2 separate regions of the Rattus norvegicus genome follow, and region 1 is linked to region 2. A link is a contact called in public Hi-C data. All regions are on one chromosome and are shown on one strand. Each heading gives the region's core, a stretch centred on a gene start, on an enhancer-like site or on the middle of the called end of the contact. The rest is flanking DNA. Distances are from core to core; before and after follow the strand shown. Region 1 has its middle 32 kb from the start of Tex35. Region 2 has its middle 69 kb from the start of Ralgps2.

What was found. Hi-C and Micro-C count contacts between places; a contact is called where the count stands out from the background.
Region 1: a contact with region 2 is called in a Hi-C map of liver, with 7 times the contacts expected there. The contact joins two enhancer-like sites. A contact is called at or near these places in 6 of 12 Hi-C or Micro-C datasets (the A7r5 cell line, hepatocytes, kidney and 2 more).

What each region holds. Positions count from the first base shown.
Region 1 is chr13:71,748,851-71,752,706 of GRCr8, reverse strand. No RefSeq gene overlaps it. Among named protein-coding and RNA genes, the nearest start is that of Tex35, 32 kb to the left of the region's middle. Within about 2 kb of position 1,361, at least 9 of the 93 cell types and tissues checked have an H3K27ac peak or open chromatin away from gene starts, as enhancers often do. A contact at or near this core is called in hepatocytes and liver, where this site is marked.
Region 2 is chr13:71,673,898-71,677,878 of GRCr8, reverse strand. No RefSeq gene overlaps it. Among named protein-coding and RNA genes, the nearest start is that of Ralgps2, 69 kb to the right of the region's middle. Within about 2 kb of position 1,283, at least 3 of the 93 cell types and tissues checked have an H3K27ac peak or open chromatin away from gene starts, as enhancers often do. A contact at or near this core is called in hepatocytes and liver, where this site is marked.

The DNA of each region.
Region 1 (3,856 bases), core at 112-2,611, 75 kb before region 2:
GTCTCTGGAGTCGGGCAGGGTAGGGGGCCTGTGAATACCCATGAGGCATTTGTGGAACAAAGGCAGCATCTTCCTGGGGTCCTCTGAGGAGAACATTTCCTAAGCATTATCCTGTCCCAGCTCCCGGAGGACTGAAAGAATGCCCAATGGTCTGCCTCCACCATCACTCACTCTAGACCTGGCATCGTCCCCCCGCCTCCCACAGTCCTCTGCACCCCTTCTAAAGGGACGCCCTCCACGTGGCATCTCTTTACACAGCATCTCAGAACACACTCAAACTAGAAGTTGTCATCCCTCTTTCCTGGTGGTGAAACCCACCCATTTCCCACCCTGCCTGTCAGTTCTGTCTCAGGTAATAACATTTCTCTTTTACCAAGATGGAGAGCAGGGGTGGGTGAGATGGTTCAGTGGGTCAAGGGGCTTGCTGCTAAAGCTAAAAGCTTGGCTTTGAACCCCCAGGACCTCCATAGTAGAAGAAGAGAATCACCGCTGAAAAGTTATCCTCTGACCTATACAACCATGCCATGGCACATATGCCCTCATACCTAAGTAAATAAATAAGTCAATAAAACAAATAATTAAATAGTTGTGGTTTTAAATCTTTTGAAAGAGGGAGCCTGATGTAGCAGTGCTCTCTTGTCGGAATCTCTCCAGTTGATAGCTGTGTGACTTTATATAAACTTTCTGTGCCTCAGTTTCCTCTCCTAGAGAATGGGGACAATAACACTTAGCTCATAGGAGTGCTGTGAAATTTAAAGACTTTAAAAATACGCGAAGGGTTTTAAATTTTATCCTGCTGACAGTGGGTGTTAGCTTTTGTTTTTCTTACTGAAAATGCTCAGGACAAGCCATCCCATGAGTCATTTGGTTTTTCCTCCCTCATACACTACACTCAAATCCATCAACAGTTTCCGTTTTTCAGATACGCACCCCATCTGATTCTCAACAGTTTTCGTGTGTGTGTGTGTGTGTGTGTGTGTGTGTGTGTGTGTGCGCGCGCGCGCGCGCGTATGCATGAGCACGTGGGAAGTCAGAGATAGGGGGGAGAGCTTGGGACACTGGGGTGTACCCTTAAGGAGACCCTAAGTCCCCAGCCTGCCTCATTTTCTCTTTGCCTTTCGGTGTCACGAAGGGGGAACAGACTTGCCACGAGAAGTCATGTCGTTTTGCCATGGCCTCAGAACACAGCCCCTCCCCTGAAGACCCAAACCTCTGAAACAGTTAGCAGAACGAATCTTTCCTCCGGAGACTCCCACCCAGTGCGGGACAGGATGACCGCCTCGGGACGCCAGGTGGAGTGGAGCGACAGGCCAGCTCTCCTCGCTGAGTGCCATTCTGGCCGCCAGGTGGCGCTGCAGCACGTTGGGGGGTGGCAGAGGTGCACCTGTGGCTGCCTGTGTTCTGGTGCCAGCTTGTAGCACCACCACCCCACCCCACCCCCCCGCTAAGGGAGGACTCCCTTCTTTTCTCTGCTCCCATAGATAGGCAAAGTTGGCAACATAGAATAACCCTTCTCTTCTTGAAGGCGGAAAAAGAAAAGCCAGGCGCCCTTGGCCACCCTCGCAGGAGGCAGGCATGGGTGGGTCGCTTCTGCTTAATGGGCATCCAGGACTAAAGGGCAAGGACCGCTTGGGGACTGTGTAATGTTTAACCCAGGGCTGCAAGCTTCCATGTAGTAATAGTTCTGAAGACGTCCAGCTCTACCCTGGGCTGCCAGTGCACTGGCCTAGGACATGGGAAGTAGGGAGAATTTGAAGTCCATTGGCATGATAGGTGTCACTAGCTGTACTATTGGCATTACTGCCACTGCCGTTTATTTTCTCTGGAGACAAGGGGAAGGCTTTTCAGAAAAAAAATTAGTTTATTCCTGGCATAAGAACCAGAAGAATGATAGCAACCCCCTAGGGAAAGTGCTCTGGGTTTTGGGCCACTCTTCTAAATGTGTTGTGCTCTGCAGTGTGCCCCGGGAGAAGGCCAGGATCACGGCTTGCATGCAGTTCCGGTATCTCCCACTGGGTGGCGCAGACCCCTGAGCTCTGTCCTGGGATTGCAGAACGGATCTAGGCGAGCAACCGATTAGGGTCTCATGCACATGAAGAGATGGCTGCCTTTTTTTCTCCCCTTGGATTTGAGTCTCACAGAACGGGCACAGAGACCCTGGGTTTGCCTAAGCCTCAGATGGACCAGAAGTGGGTTCAGGAGGGTGATGGCGTGAGAAGCCACAGTGGATCTGTAGTCAAAGTCAGACCTTAGGGTCATGTCTTGCAAATCCTGGGAGGGTAACAGTAAGGAAGTAGGAGACTCTCAGAGCAGGCAGGGAGGGCCAGGTCTACTGGAGAAGAGACCTATCTTTCTTCTCCCTGGGCATTCCCTCTAAGAGGTCAAATTTTCTAGCACCCTCTGGTAGTTGCTTAAGCTTGATTTCATACCTGAGAATGAGCTATTCTCCAGGTTTGGTTTTGTGCTTGTGAAAAGAGGGACAGTTGAGGTGAGGCCTGTAGGGGAGACAGGACCTAGGCATGGTAGCCTGCGGTTTCCTTTGGACTTTTCTGGAGCACAAATCTGTTGGCTTTACACAGCTTACTTCCAAAGCGCCATCTCTCCGTTCCAAAGCTTCTGGATCTCCCTACAGCATTTTTTCCCCCTGCCTGAGCCGGGGCAGTCTCCCCAACCCCCTATCCTCCCCCTCTCCCCTGCTTGGCCTCTCTGGAAAGTTGTGAGTGACCCTGTCAGAAAACAATATCTTTGTTAGCATTGAAACCTCCAACACCAGATAAATCCTGCTGTAGGGAAATTCCTCCTTCCTCCCATTTTGGAACCTGTATCCTGGGACTCCAATTCCTTTTGTTAAGTACAGTTTTGCTCTGAGCCTGAGTCTCCCCGCAGTTCTCTGAGCCTCAGTTATTCCCAGACCTCAGAACTGTCAATCACTATTTCTTTAATCAGCATACCTTTTGAGGAATTAGAATAGATTCCCCCCAACCCCTTTGGGTGCTGGTGATAGAAGCTAGGGCCTTCTACATGCTAGGTAAGCTACATTTATGCTATAGCCCCAGGCCTTGATTTCTTTTTGTAATAAGAAAATGCTTAAATATCTTTATCTATGGGCAAAAGTTTACATGCACTTGTCCGTCATGCCCTTCCCTCGCAGCATGAACTTCTTATAGACTGGAAGGTTGGCTGGTGAACCAAGACTGCCAGTCTTGGGGATTTCTAGTGTTTTGCATGTTGAAAGCAGTGTTGTATCTTGGCCCTGATAGCACAAGGAGTGATCTTTGGGGAAATGAGTCACCAGCACCTCCCTCCCTCCCGGTGACTGTCCTCCCACACCCTGGGGACTGGGTGCACTGTACAGGAGGGAATCATTAACAATCTGGAGGGTGAACACTTCAGAGACAGAATGCAGTAACCAGGCCAGACAGGCCTGTTGTTTTCACGCTTCCATGGAGAAGTGAGAAATACAAACGGTCTCTACCTTCCCCGCAAATACAAGGCTTTGCTCTGAGTCTCTGATTCCACTTCCCTGGACACAGGCTGCCCAGTTGCACAGAGTCAAATCCAAACAAAAACTCTTATTCATAGTGTTCAGGAGATGCCCGTCCACACAGCTCCACGAGGACCAGGGTTCTCTGACTACAGTGAGAGCTCGGGGATTGGGGGGAGTCATGCCCAAGCTCTCACCGCATCCAGAGCCCTCTGGTTACGCAGGCAGGGTGCAGTTCAACCCCCAAATTCTGTTTCAAACTTGGTGCTGTTTCTCCAGGTTTTAATGTGTCTTCGGGAGAGAGACAGTGAGTGCATGGCTGTCTCTGGTGTAAGGATGCTCAGCTTGCGGGGTTGGGGATTTAGCTCAGTG
Region 2 (3,981 bases), core at 34-2,533:
CAGTTAAAGAATCTAGAAACATATGATTACACAGCAGCCGTCCACAGAAACACACCACTAACCCTCTGCTCCCTGCTGTGTATCGGATCCCAAGAGAAGCAGGAATTAAGCTTGTCACCTTATACCCCCACCTAGGCACTCAAGTGGATGACGATGAAATGCTGAGACAAAGGCTACATTTCAGGAGACATTTCCCTTTGCATGGGAGAGTTGTAGTTTTTGTTTCCTTTTTTTTTTTTTTTTTTTAGCGATTCTTTCTTTCTTCCCCAAGCTGGCAGAAATTTCCTTAACTGAATTCTGAGTTTGCATTTGTACCCTGAGCAATGGAGGCCACTACACCAGCTGCACCCCTGCCCTCAGCGAAGAATCCGGGTGCTACAACTTTAAGCTGTTGCCAATCTTTCCTTTGCAAGGGATGAATCAGCTTATACCCAGAGGTCAGCAAACTCTTTGTAGTCTGCGACTTCTTCTGCTCAGTCTCTCCTCACATGGGCTCTCTCTGCTGCTCAGGGTGAAGAAGATGGCGGTGTAGAAATTACCCTCTTCAAAGTTAGGGCTCTTTTTTGGTAAGCAGCAGAGTGTCCCAGAAAACAGCGGCAGCATGTAGAATGGGACTCCAGCTCAGGAGGGCCAAGAATTCTGACAGAGTATGGCAGAAGTCTTGCTCAGTTGCTAGTCCCTGTTTCTTCGTACTCAGGTGCAGTATTTTTCTACTACAGAAGAGCTCTCTCTAGTCCCCAAACCCAGTAATGGCCATGCCCCATATCCTTATACTTCTTCACTTCAAGGGAGTATATTCTGAGAATCAGTCCAGTCCTGAGCCTCCAGCGAGGCCTTCTGATTCTCCACTGGGTGTCAGCGTCTTTCTGAAGAAGGCAGGGCCCACTACATGGCTCGACCCATGCATGGCAAGACACAGAACACACTGACCATGCTTGCTGTCAGTTTGCTCTCTACCCCACTCATGTGACAGCTCGGGAAACACCTTCAGCCTTTGCCAAATGGTCCAGCTCAGCTTGTTTCCTTTGCTGTCTGATTCCCAGAAAATTCTGACACTGGTCTTATATCCCTAAACTCCAACGGGGGCTTCTCTCCGAATGAATCCTAATGGGGAGGGGGTCTATAAAACCTTAGACAATGTTTTTATTTCTTGGATTCAGAGTTACCTACCTATGTCTGTTTCTTAAAAACAAACTGTGTTTAGTGTTCGAGCCATGTCTTACTTCTGCCTCCCCGCTCCCTTGTTCTGCTTACACAGTGACATTGTGATGCAATGTGGGAAATGTTTACTTCTTTTTGATCAGATAGCAGAATTAGTAGTCACCATGGCAAATATTTACTTCTGAGCTGGCATCCTCCTTTGGACTCAAACATATAAACACCCATGCACCCCAAATGTTCCTTTTTTAAGCAACCCCAAACTGTGGTGTGGTAGGCTGAGCAGAGAAGGACCCTGCCAACTGACTAAGGCATATTTTTCTTTCATAAAAAAAAATCTGCTTTGTCTCTGTCAAATTCTGCCCTTTTCTTCCCATGGCCTTGAGATGGGTTCTCCCTCTCCTCAAGACTGGTTGTATAAATGTGGTCACATTTCTCACACATGTACACCGGAAAGCTCTTAGAGCAGGCAGAAAGAGCAAACATGTCGATTTTAGTGCAGAAGAAAAAAAAAACAAATTGTTGCTTTTTAGATAGTACATTCTAGTAAAGGATGGCTTGAAATTCATGGAAATCCTCCTGTCTCAGTCTCCTGATGCTGGGGTTATAGATGTAAGTCACCATGCCCTACTTAAGAAAAAATTTTAAATTGCTGTTGTGACTCAGAAAATATCCAGCACCATAGCCCGAGCTCCATTGGGACAGCTGGTGTGCTCTGCTCTGAATTGGACCCTGCACTGGCTAAGAAAGAGGATAACCATTAAGTTTCTGGCAAATGTTCTTAAATATTCCAACTAGGTTTGGTAGTGTTTACTCTCTGCTTTTTAACATTACTATCCAAAAATGCAAAGTCTGTGTGTGGTTCTCACTTACAACATGCCCGATGTTACTGTTATGTAGACTGGGCTGCAGTATTTTAGTCCTCATAAAATTAATTTTTAGCCATACACTTTTCATATTCGGTGTGTCGTTTTGAAGTGTAGCCACGGGGCAGCACAGCAGTGCCCCGATCAGTCGTGGCACAGGATGCTGACCTTAGAAGGTTCTAAGGAAGCAGAAGACTCCTAATGTCTGAGAGCACTGGAGTCACGCTCAGGCGGCAGCAGAACGCATCGCTCACATGGTTTATGGTGATGCTAGCCTAAACAAACCTACTCGTGCTGCCCATCAGTCATATAAAAGCATAGTACATGCAATTATGCATGGTGCAGAACACTTGATGAGCATGATAAGCAGTCGTTTATTGGTTTGTGTAGTGACTATACTATACTTTAAAAAATATTTATTTTTATTACTTTAAAAGTATGTGTGTGTGAGAGTGTGGCTCATCCACACCAGGGCAGATGCTTGCGGAGTCCGGAAGAGGGTGCTAGATCCCCTGGAGCTGGAATTGTAGGAGGTTGTGAACCTCCCAACACAGATGCTTGGATCATTCACAAGAGCAGGGCGGCAAGTGCTCTTCACTGCTTAGCCATCTCTCGATCCTCTATTTACATGAGTCTGCGTGTGTGTGTGTGTGTGTATGTGTGTGTGTGTGTGTGTAAGTGAGTGTGAGTCTGTGTCTGCTTGTGTGTATATATATGTATATATGTGTGTATGTGTGTACCTGTGTGTGAGTGTGTATGTATATGTGAGCATATGTGTGAGAGTGTGTGTTTATATATGTGTGTATGTGTGAGTGTGTGTATGACTGTGTGTGAGTGTGTAAGTGTGAGTGTATGAGTGTGAGTGTGTGTGAAAGTGTGTGTGAAAGTGTGTGTGAGTGTGTGTATGTGTGTGTGAATATATACAGCCATGTGTGTAGGTGTGGGTGTTGTGCATGCCTCTCTGCACATGTGTATCCCAGAAGAGGGTTTCAGATCTCTCAAAGCTGGAGTTGCTGGAATGTTCTTATGCAGTTGCTGGAATCTGAACTCTGGTCCTCCTGATTACTCAGCAAGCATTCATAGCAACTCAGTCATCTCTCCAGCCTGTATGCTTTTAGTCATCATTTTAAAGAGTACTGTTTATTGTGGAGAGAAATAATTACGGTGAAGCATAATACTGTGCCAACAGTAGCCAAATACATCTCTGATTACAGCATCTCTTGATTGCATCAAGGGGTAATAGTGGGTGAGTGACCTCTACTTTCAAGGTTTGTGTAAGCTGTGCTCAGTGATGTTCAGATACAATTGTGAAACTAACAACTCGTTCCTCACAGTAAGTCTCTTCTGTTAAGCTTCATGTGACTGTACATCAGTCTTGCCTCTGAATGAATGTGATAAGGTAATAACTATTCTGAATTAATAGTTTTGTAAATCACAGTGCCACATGGTAGGAAGAGATTTAACTTAGAGACCGAGACATGAATTCTGGAGTCAAAGAATCTACAAATCTTCCCTGATATGAATCAATGAAGAAGACAAATCAGAAGAGAAATTCTATGTAAAATTTAATGTAAAATTCCTGTAAACAAATGAGAAGAAAAGAATACCATTAAAGTCACCTCCTGATAACAACCACATTCAGAGAAAGCACCAGTGGCTAATGAGACTGGAACAAGAAATGTGTGGAAGAATGGGCCTGCATAGTCTCAAACTCTCTTTACATGTCATTAATTGCAAAATTGATAACTTTATTGTGGAAAAACCCAGCAGATACCATTTTCACCATGAGCTCAACATTCCTGTTGCTGGAAATGGGACAAGGCGACCTCAGGTGCCCACTGTTGTGATATGTGTGTGTGCCCCAAATTCAGAACTTGAGTTTTATCACAAGGAAGCATCAGATAAACCTAAATTTCAGGTGGTTCTTTAGGGTAACTGACGTGTACCCCTTAAACCT